2 separate regions of the Rattus norvegicus genome follow, and region 1 is linked to region 2. A link is a contact called in public Hi-C data. All regions are on one chromosome and are shown on one strand. The core of a region is the stretch at or near the end of the contact, and the rest is flanking DNA. Distances in the headings are between cores, read along the strand shown. Region 1 overlaps Sidt1 (SID1 transmembrane family, member 1). Region 2 holds the start of Sidt1 (SID1 transmembrane family, member 1).

The links. Hi-C and Micro-C count contacts between places; a contact is called where the count stands out from the background.
Region 1: a contact with region 2 is called in a Hi-C map of liver, with 2.4 times the contacts expected there. The contact joins the enhancer-like site here to the promoter of Sidt1 in region 2. A contact is called at or near these places in 2 of 12 Hi-C or Micro-C datasets (hepatocytes and liver).

What each region holds. Positions count from the first base shown.
Region 1 is chr11:69,914,811-69,920,532 of GRCr8, forward strand. Sidt1 (SID1 transmembrane family, member 1) reads left to right here. Exons shown (of 26, transcript NM_001100653.1): 4 at 896-941; 5 at 5,348-5,449. Among named protein-coding and RNA genes, the nearest start is that of Sidt1, 48 kb to the left of the region's middle. Within about 2 kb of position 2,596, at least 2 of the 93 cell types and tissues checked have an H3K27ac peak or open chromatin away from gene starts, as enhancers often do. A contact at or near this core is called in hepatocytes and liver, where this site is marked.
Region 2 is chr11:69,866,860-69,872,987 of GRCr8, forward strand. It overlaps Sidt1 (SID1 transmembrane family, member 1), which reads left to right and starts at 2,589. Exons shown (of 26, transcript NM_001100653.1): 1 at 2,589-2,820. The coding sequence starts at 2,599.

The DNA.
Region 1 (5,722 bases), core at 1,346-3,845, 48 kb after region 2:
GCCCTTTCATCAGTCTTGGAAGCTCAGGTGTGGTGGAGTTGAGAGTGATCTACCGTGATAAGATGAGGCCAGAGCCACAAAGAGCATGTGCAAAAGGGCAGCCCTTGTGGAAAACAAATTCGTCTTTGTATTTCCCAGCCTCTTGAAATACTTCAAAGACGTTCACACTGTGAAGCACTTGGTGCTACAAAACCTTATGCCTCTTACAAAATTCTAACCCTCTCCTTCTCCCTGTGCCTGGATCCTTGCTGTCTTAGTATATGACAAACCTAGTCACAGGAAACTCCATTTAGAGAGCAAGTAACGTCATTGTGTTCGTTGGATGGTACTTTTATTTTATAGATGGGCTTTAGAAGACAAACCTAAAGCCAAAGAGGATGAAATTTTGCAGAATTCAGCAGGCGTTGCAAGAGACTGGGGAGAAGTTCAGGGCAAGAAGAGCTTAGTGCTACTCCTGACGATTGTCCCACAGTGGCCATCTATTTATCCTGATTTTAAAGCACTGCTCTTTTGGTGTGGATCCATTAAAGTTATCATGGAGTGGCGCCTACAAAAGGACTCATGCCTGCAGTTCCTCTCTTGCTACCCACTTCTCAGGATCAAGTTTGATTGATTATATTACTTGATTGGAATATCTTAAGAGAGTCCAGAGGCAGAGGCAACCAAAATGACCTAATGGATATTTAAAGATGTAAAAACAATCATCTTCCCCAATTTCATCATTCGTTATTGTTGAAAACACAAAGCCTCCTTTACGTTTATCAGATTGCAGAACCAAATGTTTTTCATAAAGAGTAAGGCACCGGGCATCTAGGTTAAGGTTGTTCTCCTTTAAGTAACTAGTTCTTGCTTGCTAACTCATTCTTTTCTCTCATTTTCCCCTCATATTTCTCAGGACGAATGTTGCCTTCTACTTCACTGCCAGCCCCTCTCAACCTCAGGTAAGTAAAGGGCTCCCATAGTTAACTAGAGCCTACATGGCACAGGGAGAGTGAACTCAGTCTGTGTTACTATCCCGGAGCTTGCCTTATGTATTCTTAGTGGGATCTTGGACACAGCATTTAATCTTACCACCTTTATTGGGACAAATGGGAAGCACACTAGCGTTCCTAGGTGTGTCATTGAGTAAAGTCACGTGTCTGATATGTCGCAGGGGATGTTGGATGGTCAGTACTAAGTGCTGTGGGAAGGATGAGGAGACAAACAACACAAACTTGGGGATTGTAGACCTGGTGGTTGAGATGGGGTGGGGAGACAGAGCATGGAAGAACAGCAAACATATGCCACGGCTGTGCTGAAAATATAAAAATAAAAGACTCCCATTCCTGCTGCAATATTGGCAGACTGGATTTGAGTCCCCGTCAGTAAAAATAATTAGCTATTTTTATGCATTCCCCAATAAAAAATAACCTCAAGCAGAACAGATAGATGAAACTCTTTTTGAGGCCGTTTTTCTGATGACATTTCTAACTACCTTTTCTTTTCTTTTGTGGCTTCCAAAAAAATCTATATGTAACAAGTTCAAAATGGCTTCTTGGCCCCTCATAGTGGTCCACACCATCATCCTACCACTTTAAACATCTTCACCAAGGCCAGAGAAGTGTGAGCTAGAGGCCAGACCGAGCTACACTCAAGTTCCAAGCTTGCCTGAGCTTCATACTAAGGCACCATCTTGAAACAAAAACAAAAGACTGGTCTACAGCCACAATACCTATGCTATATGTCTGAAGGCTTTACTATGAGTTTGCTCAGGAAGGGTCACCTAGCTTTTGTTTTGAACACAGTAAAACTGGTGATAATAAATATTATGGACTGTCATAAGTCTATTACAATCATTGATGCGCTTGTACGTACTTCACATCTAGTAGTGTAGCTTCTGTCTATTCCTGGGGTATAAATTCCTCCACTGCAGCTTGTGGTGATTCCCCTGCAGGCTTTACAGCAGACAGGAAAACAACCAGGATGGGGTAAGAATGAAAGTCGTCTCAGCCTTGTTTTAGTGAACTGGATGCTGGAGCAGGGCAACTAGAGTCTGGCCCACATCATTTCTATATTCAAGCATGGCACAGTTTTAGAAAAGGGAATTCAGGTAACAACTCAATCCCAAGCACACAACAGTTTAAGGTATATTGACGCTGAGATTCTTTACAAAGTACATCCGGCTTCCTTCACAAGAATGGGTACTTTTGACCCAGAGATAGTGCCCAAGACTTAAGGTCCAGGGATTTTTGACTGAAGTAAACATACAAGCTGTGGGTGTCAGCATTGGCCCTAAGACAACATAGAAGTCACTTAGGTTTGACATCAGTCCTGATTGATTGGTTTTATGGCCTAAAAGCAGTGCTCATGATTTAGGGGAAACGGGTCTGGGATAATTAAAAACAAAAATTCTGGGAGATAGGGGCAGAGCCTGTCTCCTCAGACAGCAAGCGATCACAGGGTTGTAAAAGTCCATCATCCCTGGCATTCCAGGAAAAGCAGCGGTGCACCTCGTTCCATTGAAGAGGTAAGCCGTGTGTTTCACTACCCTGGCCTCTCTGGTGCTTATCTGTGTGCATAAGGCCTTTTTGTTCTCTACGATGGCGGATTTCAAATGGCCCACATGATGTCATTGATCACGTTGAGAGTAGTTATACAAGGCAGTGCTCCCAAACCTGAGTAAATGAATGCCCACTTTTGTTTGCAGTTCTGGGGATTGACTCTGGACCTTGTACATGCTAAGCGAGTGTTCTAGCTCACACACACACACACACACACACACACACACACACACACACACACCTGACCCTCAACAAAACTAAGATTTAAAGTTCCTTTCTATGAAAGTCATCTTAGGTACATACTGGCAAGAAAGATAGCAGGGCACAATTTGTTCTTCTTAATAGTTAGTGACCACTTAAATTCAAGGGATATTTAGGGGACCTAGATATGTGGGTCAACAATTAAGGGCACTTTGCTGCTTTTGTAGATGACCCCAATTTGGTTCCTAGTACCCACACGGTGGTTCATAACAGCATTTGATTCTAATTCTAGGGGATATAATGCTTTCCTCTGGCCTCCAGGGGCATTGTATGCATGTGGGTACACAGACATAGATGCAAACAAAACATACACATAAAATAAAAACAGAATGTTTCTTTCTGATTAAAACATATTTTGAGGCAGGAGTCTAAAACATCCCTTTGACTTTGTAGTAATTTAGAGATAAATAAGGCTGATAATAGTTTGATATATTTATAGGTGTTCAAAAATATTGGCAGTTTACCAAAAAAAAAATCTAGTAATATATGTTCGTTGCTCACAGTAATTTAGTTACACAGTATGGCTGTCCTGAGAGCACCCTAGGACACCTAGGCTTCTCCTTGGAATAACTCTATTTGTATTTGAATTGTGCCCCAAAATATACTCATACATGGCATGGAAAGATTTCTAAACAGGAATGTGAATGGCTTTTTAAAAATTTTGACTTTCTATTTATATTGAATTGGTTCTCAAAACAGCATTAGTAAAGGCCATATTAGAATACAAATCAAATTTTGGCTTTCTTATCTCTTTTTAAAAGTGATATGTTTACCAAGTCTGTAAGATATCAGAACTGTTTGGGAAGGTTTCCACAAAACCTTAGTCACAAATTTGATGTTTCTCATAAAGTTGCCACACTTGAAATTATTGGGTTAAATTCTCCTCACACACACATCCCCCATTTTTAAATGTTTAAAATGTTTAAAAATTAATGTGTTTTTCCAATGGATTTGTAACTGAGGTAGGTCAGTAGTGTCACGTCTTTCTGTTAGCAATGCTGCTTGTGAGTTAGGAGAGATAGCTCAGAGGTCAAGAGTACACATTGCTCCCACAAAAGACTGGAGTGTGATTGCCAGCACCCACCTTGGGCTGCTTGTGAACACACATAGCTTGCCTTCTGTCTTAGTGGGCGCCCTCTCTGGCCTTTATAGGCACACCACTTCTCTCTCTCTCTCTCTCTCTCTCTCTCTCTCTCTCTCTCTCTCTCTCACACACACACACACACACACACACACACACACACACACACACACACACACACACACACGGGAGGGGTCTACTTGAAAAGCTCTCAGGGAGAACTTTCCCTCGGGATGGAGACCCTCCAACTCTAATGACCAGACCGAGACACCACAGGATGCAATCAGCAAGAGGATTTGGTTTATTGTCGGGATACACAGGCACAGGCACCTGTGGGCGCTTCAGTCTCTCGGGGGACTGGCGTGCCCCACGGAACCAAGGATGGGCTTTTTATAGGATTTTGGGGAGCAGAAGCAAGCATACAGAAGCAGATGTATGGTTACAGGGATATAATTGGTGGATTCTAATATGGCAAGGGTTTAGCCCGGGGGCAAGTTTCCTAGCTACCTTCCTGAAACATAACAGCTGACTCGGCCCCCCAAGGGTTCAGCCCGGGGGCAAGTTTCTTAGCTACCTTCTTGGAACATAACGACTGACTCGGCCCCCCACCAAGGTGTGGGACCTCTCCCGGGGCTTTTTTTTCATTGTCAGGTGCTCAACCGCAGTCGTCCTGTTGCCAGGCCTTCAACCAAACACATCCTGCTTGGCAGCCGCTGTGTACTCAGTGTTCTAACCTTTCCCTGAACCAGTCATCTTAAGTACAGCCTTGCAAAATGGTGTTACTGCTGCTAAACTGGGGTCTTTCATACTGATAGTTGAAAGATACATTTACCCAAAGTCATGGACATATTTCAAGGGCTCAATGTCAACAATGTCAAACTTAATCGTTCAATGTAGAATTCTCAAGAATTTCTCAGTCAGGGAAAGAATTCTTTACCAAAAGTTTTAGGAAAGGCTGACCTAAAGCTAATTCTTCCTTCTAACAAGGTCAAAATTCTTGAGGAACAGGAACATCTGCTATTCAAGATGTGGTTTCACATTTCACAACTACCACACAGTAAGAGCTGTTGTCTGACGTCACATCCTGTGTATCTATCTCTGACTTTGAAGGAGGCTGACAGCAGGGTGCCTAAGAAGAAAACTTAGAGCCAAGCCCATTATAAGCTGGTTGATAAGAAATGTCCACCTCACAAAATGGAAAGGCAGCCTTGTAGACATGGCCACTCACTCCGCTGCACTCCTCCTCGTGTCTGCACAGTGGCGTCTGGTGGGGAACAGGTCATTGGTCAATATGTAAGAGATGAACAGAAGCCTGAAACAGTGGCCAGTTACTGAACTCTGCATCGGAAATGCACACCTAATGGTAGAGAAAACCACCCCAAGCATGAAGGATGATAGTTTGAGTTTCTTTAAACATTCCCTAAGATTAATACATCACGCACGTTTCTCATTTTCTCATTCTCAGTATTTTCTATACAAATTTCCTGAAGATGTGGACTCCGTTATCATTAAAGTGGTGTCTGAGAAGGCTTATCCGTGTTCAGTTGTCTCCGTTCAGAACATCATGGTGAGCCCCGTTACTGTCATGTCAGCCCCCCAGCATGTAAGATTACAGAGTTCCAGAATAGACAGGCTGTGGACTTGTGTCATCCTCTTATCATTCATCTCCCCCAAAACCCAAATAATAACAACATACCAAATAACGCCCATGTACCTGAGTGGGCAGTCCGTGTTTGCTGACACTGATGAGAGATAAGAAGTAGCTGGCTTCTCACCAATACAAAGAAAAGAAGGCAAGAGAGAAATAAAGAAAACCTAGTTTTGAGTTCAATGAGAAAAA
Region 2 (6,128 bases), core at 1,339-3,838:
AAGAGCTTGAAGGAGCTCGAGACCCCGTATGAACAACAATGCCAAGCAACCAGAGCTTCCAGGGACTAAGCCACTACCTAAAGACTATATATGGACTGACCCTGGACTCTGACCTCATAGGTAGCAATGAATATTCTAGTAAGATCACCAGTGGAAGGGGAAGCCCTTGGTCCTGCTAAGACTGAACCCCCAGTGAAGGTGATTGTTGGGGGGAGGGCAGCAATGGGGGGAGGATGAGGAGGGGAACACCCATAAAGAAGGGGAGGGGGAGGGGTTAGGGGAATGTTTGCCCGGAAACCGGGAAAGGGAATAACACTCGAAATGTAAATAAAAAACACTCAAGTTAATAAAAAAAAAAAGAAAGAAAGAAAAAGAAAATAAGGGAAGGCTTCAGGCAGGCTCTGCTTGGGTCCTCCTCACAGAAACACCGAGGGCTGGCTCGTAGCCATCTAGCTCATGTTGGGCAGCATACCTGACCTCTTCTGATGGACCTATGTTGAAATCAGGACAAAGGCCAACTGACATACTGTACCAAAACCTAGTGTCTGCACCACTTGCTGCCAAGGTCATGGTTTGACCTTTCCTTCAGTCTCTGCTCCACACTTTGTCCCTGCATTTCCTTTAGACAGGAGCAATTCTGGGTTAAAGATTTGGAGATGAGTGGGTGGCCCCATCCCCCAACAGGGGACCTCTAGTTATGGCCTATTATCTAACCTCTAGATATGACCTCTATAGATTCTCCCTCCCCTTTGTTGGGCATTTCAGCTAATCATCCCTGTTGGGTCCTGGGGGACTCTTGCTTTCCTGGCATCTGGGACTCACTGGTGGCTACCCTCCGCCCCCAGTCATATGTCTTGTATAACTCCATTTTCTGGTATACAGGCCACCTATGTTGATTTCAAATAAATCTTTTTTATTCAGCACTAATGTCGTACAATGGTGAAAGGATTTTTTCAGTTGCAGCTAATCATATAGTTGTTCTCTGTGGAACAAACCCCCAAACTCCAGACCGAAGGATGATTTTTATCTTGTTTGTCCAAAGGGATATGTTGGAGTGAAGAAATGTCGAAGAATGCGAAGATCTGTAATGGCAGCTCAGGCGAAGGGCTTGTGGAGACCATATCTGTGTTCTACCCTACTCTGATACACCAAAAAAATATACATTTTTCAATACCATCTAATCGCATAACCGTTCTCAGTGGATCAATGTCAAATTCCAGACGGGCAAAACCTTGAAGGATCCTCTGAAAGGTCATAGCTCCCTTTACATACCTACAAAGCCACCGTGTGGAAGAATTAGCTTCATTCCTGTGGCTCTAGAGGGCAAAACTAGTGCAAGCGAGTGGGGGGGGGGGCAAATTCCAGCTGAGAGTATGAATTATCGTTCTAATAAAGAGATGCTAGACCGCAAAAGAACACACGGCCCTGCAAAGGAGCTGATCCCCAGGTCTCATAAAGTTTGCGACGGATTTTCCGTCTCAAAGCCTGTTCCAACTGGTCACTGCGGCAAGCCTCAAGGGCCTTCGGAAATTTCAAGTTTATTAAATTTCATTAAGTGTTGGGGGAAATTGCATAAATATTCTCAGTGCTACACTTGGAAGATTGAGGGAGAAAGATTCCAAGCTCAAGATCAGTCTGGATTATGTAGGAAGACTCTGCCTCAATAAAATATCAAATTAAATTGAGCCAAAAAAAAAAAAAGTGCTATTTAGAATCCTGAAAATTTCTTCTAGAATCTCAAAGAAAATATTGCCGAGTTAAACGGCACAAAAGGCTGGAATGGAAAACAATGAAATCTGTCTAAATCTGGTCTCTCAAACTTCCGGAAGCAGTCTTCAAACCGAGCTGGGGACTGTTCTCTTCTCTTGACCGTATCTATATTTTGTAACTGTACATATTTACATACGTGTACATATGGCAGGGGCACGATGACGTGAGTCTCTCCTTGGAGAGCGAGAGCAATAAGGAAATAGGCCAGGTGTCTGAGAAGGGCTTCTGTGCGAGCAGGGCGGGTAGCCAGTGACATTTCACACCTGCGAGAGTCCTGCTGGAAGCGACTGTAAAATCGAATTGGTGCATCCTCTCGAGAGGGGCACTCTCTTTTGCTTTCTATTCGCTTGCCTGCAGCTAGAGCGCACTTTCGTTTGCCGTGCACCTGATTTCCTCCTTGATGGCTGGTCACACCGATTCTTCTAGACTAGCAGCTACTTCTCTGAGGGGTTGGTTTGTCGTTGGTGGTTTGAGGTTGAGAGGAAAGAGATCAGTGACATTTTTTTTCTGAGTGACTGGAAGGTTTTCAGCGATGAGAAAGGGGAGACTTAAAAGTGGAAGGGGAAAGCATCCTTCCCTGGCCCCCACGCCTCCCGTTGCCCCTACTCCACACGCGTGACCTTCTTTGGAGACCCCAGGTGGCACATCAGTATTGATCTGCTCCTCTCCAGCGCGCTGAGGGCGTTGGGCGGCGGGGCTGGCCACACACCACCCTGCTGCTGAAGCCAGCACCCAGCGCCACAGGCAGCTTCGGAAGGACCATCTCGGTGCTCGCCCCTTCCTCGGGCTGCTTGTGTTTCGGGGGCCTCCCGGAGCGCGGCGCCCATCATGCTCGACTGCCCGCGGCTGGCGCTGCTCTGCGCGCTGCCCTGGCTCCTACGGGCGGCGGTCCCTGGCCACCGGGCAGAGCCCCTCAAGCGGTCGGCAGAGCTGCCCCGCAATCCGCGCGACCCCGCCAGAGGAGCGGATTTCGATCGCGTCTACAGCGGCGTGGTGAGTCTCAGCACCGAGAACATCTACTCCTTCAACCACACCAGCCATCCTGGCCAGGTAAGAAGCTCGCTCCCTCGGCTGACCCCAACTTCCGAGATCGCCGAGCCCCCTCCCAGGTACCTCGGGAGACTTCGGGGGACTAGGAAACCCTCTCCCTGCCTCTCCCGCTTGAGGCAATCGCTGCCTTGCCCCAGCCTTGGCAGCAGCTTTGGGCACCGCTCCGCTTCACCTCGTGCCCACCCCGGCCTGGTCGCTGCCATTCCTGGGCTTTGCAGAGGCGCGGGGACCCGCATCCTCTGCGGATCCTGGCTCAGGCTGGGCCTTTCTCCGGGAAGTCTGGATGGCTATGTTCATGGGAGGAAGGAGGAGGGCGGGGGAGGATAAACCTGTTCCTAATCTCCTGTGGACCCTTCTGTTTAATGACACCTCCAGGAAGCAGAGGTGCTCAGAAATGCACGTGAGAACGAGTTGGTCTCTGCTACTGTCACCACACTGGGTGCTTGTTTTAAAAAAAGCTGAATCCAAGACGTTGTCACCGCGATGCTCAGGTGATCCGCCCAGACTCTGAGTATAAATAAGGGTGGAAATGTGTGTGAAAGTTCTGTACACAAGAGTTGTGGTGAGACAAGCAGGAAGGAGAATGATTTCATGCCGCTGACTTATCTGGTTATATAATGTAAGACAGTAAATATAATTCACGTTTTCCTTAAAATAAAATACCTTTAAGAGTGGTGGCTCTCCAGTGTACCTGCTTCTGTCTTTACTACCGGTGTAGATGTGTTTATGCAGCCTTCGCTATGCCCTACACTTTGGGGCATTTCAGAACCAGATGATTAGAATTCCCCTATACTTTTCCATCCCTGACTGTCATTCAGGGTCACAGTTCAGAAACTTCCTTCCTTAAGCATGTCATTAGTCTTTAGTGCCTTTCTGCTGTGCGGACTGAGAAAGTGCCCCATCTCATAGCTCGCATCCAATCCGATGGTATTGTCATCATGGCAGCATAGTCCTCGCACTGCCAGACCTCCTGTAACCTAAGGCAGTGCCCTGAGGCAGTGGAGTTGCTGGGTGTAAAGCCATTCCATCAAGAACAGAGGAGAGGGGGCAGTTTTTATTTTCATATCCCACACAAGAGATTTCTGACTGCCCAGTGTGGGAGGCCCACGAGCTGCCGATATATTGCACAAAAGATAAGATTCCTGACCCTGCGGTTTCCAGGAACTAGATGAGATCTTGAAACCCCCAGAGTCTCTAGAGTACATGGCCTGCTTCGTCTAAAAATCAAATAGCATGTGCAAAGAAAATCATCACAGGCATTGGTGTTTCTTAAAGTTCTGCTGAGAGACAAATGAGTCGCTTTATTTTTTTCTCTCTCTCTTCTTTCCTTTAAGGTTTATTTTGTTTTTATTTTATCTGTATGTGTGTATGCATACCACATGCTCCTGTGGTGCCCAAAGAGGCCAGAAGAGGGCGCCAGACCCCCAGAAACTGCAGTTACAGGCCCTTGTGAGCTGCTGTGTGTGGTGGGAACTGAATGCATGTTCTCTAGAAGAGCCTGTTTGTGCTCTTAACTGCTGGCCCCTCCCCAAGCTTGCTTGCCGAGACAGAGTGTCTCTATTTTAGACCAAGCTGGCCTCAAACGTATCATCATCTTCCTCAGTGCTGAGATTACAGGCATGTACTGTCTTCTGTAAGGCTAACTGCTGGTTTGCTTGTTTCGATTTTGTTTGTTTTAGTTTTGTTTGTTTGGTTTGGTTTGAGTGTAGAACTATGAAAATTCCTCTACTGGACACAGGTAGTTCTGTCTACAGTTGAGTTTTCCTGCTTGACTTTCCTTGGATTCTTGAGATTGTGAGGGGAAAGGGCACAGCCACACTCTGCTCAGTATTTCACAGCTTTATAAAATGTTCTCTGCAAAACTAAATGAGAAAACGAGTAAACGCCTAAAGAATAGTTAAGATGAAGTTAAATAAGGCAAATACATAGTGGAAAAATACTTCCTTTTGTCCTTCCTATTTTGCATGTATGTACATCAAAGTGCTCTTTGTTTACGAGACAATGGGGATCATTTCAAAACCATTTAGACATAGTACAATAAAAGTCAACAACAGGGGTTAGAGGCCTGGTTCAGTGGTTAAGAGCACTGACTGCTCTTCCAGAGGTCCTGAGTTCAAATGCCAGCAACCACATGGTGGCTCACAACCATCTGTAATGGGATCCGATGCCCTCTTCTGGTGTGTCTGAAGAGCGTGACAGCATGCTCCTACACATTAAAGACAAAAAGTTAACAGCAGTAAGCAATCCTTAGAATGTTTATTGATACGCTTTTTGAAAACAAAGTTGATAAGCATGGGTCCGGCAGATTTCAAATATTTTAATGACAGCATACATTAATATGTGTGTGTGTGTGTATATGTGTGTTTGAGACAAATTTTTAATAATGATTTTTTACCTTTTTAGTCTGGGAAATTTACCTCCCCTTCTCCCAGTCATATCACTGTTGCTTTCTCCAGATGAGCATTCTCTCCGTCCATCTGACTGAGCTATTGTTACTCCAGGTTCCTACTCATGACCTCCTCCCTCCTTGGTATGCTTCCCTTCAGTAGCTCCTCCCTCTTTTCTTACACCATGACAAGGTCTGCAACAGAATTTTACTGAAGATTTGGAATAGCAGGAGCGATTACTGCACAGCATAGGACAGGGGGTAGGTTAAGCCAGAGATCTGCAACACTGTACTAAGTAGCAATGTCCCATGCCGGGGCGCTGAAGGATTTTGAGGAAGTTTCTCTTTCTTCCCAACTCTGATCTGACCATCTTCTTGGCCACTCCCTCTCCCCACAGTCCCACCGATTTTGTTGACCGTCCCTCATCGAACACTGTTTTAACCTCCATTTCCAACTCCAAACTGACTGAGAAGGTGAATAGAGATCTGTGGTGTCTGGAGGAGGAGCTTGGATAATGGTTTCCCCTAACCCCAGACCTGTGTTGGTAAGGCAGGGCTCCCTCTAGTTTGGAGTCATTTCCCACTATCCCTCTTTAGTCAAGATTTTGGTCTGGAAAGAAAAAAGTGTCTAGTTTTTGTTTTTGAAGTTTCTTATCTTTTGTTCTTTTTTTTTTTCCAGTCAGTTCTTGTTTGTTGTTTTCCCTTTATCTCGAAGAGGAAAGTTTGTATTAAATTTGGGCTTTGGTGAGGTGAGGAGGGGCAAGACCGTTTGCTCAGAGCCTTTCAATCAGCCACTGCCTCTCTTTACCCCATAGAATGGTTTCACCGGGTTACACTAGCTGAACTCAGCAGCAGGAAACGTCTGATATGCCTTGAGGCAGGAACTCATGGAAATATAAAGTTGACATTTAAAAAAAATCAC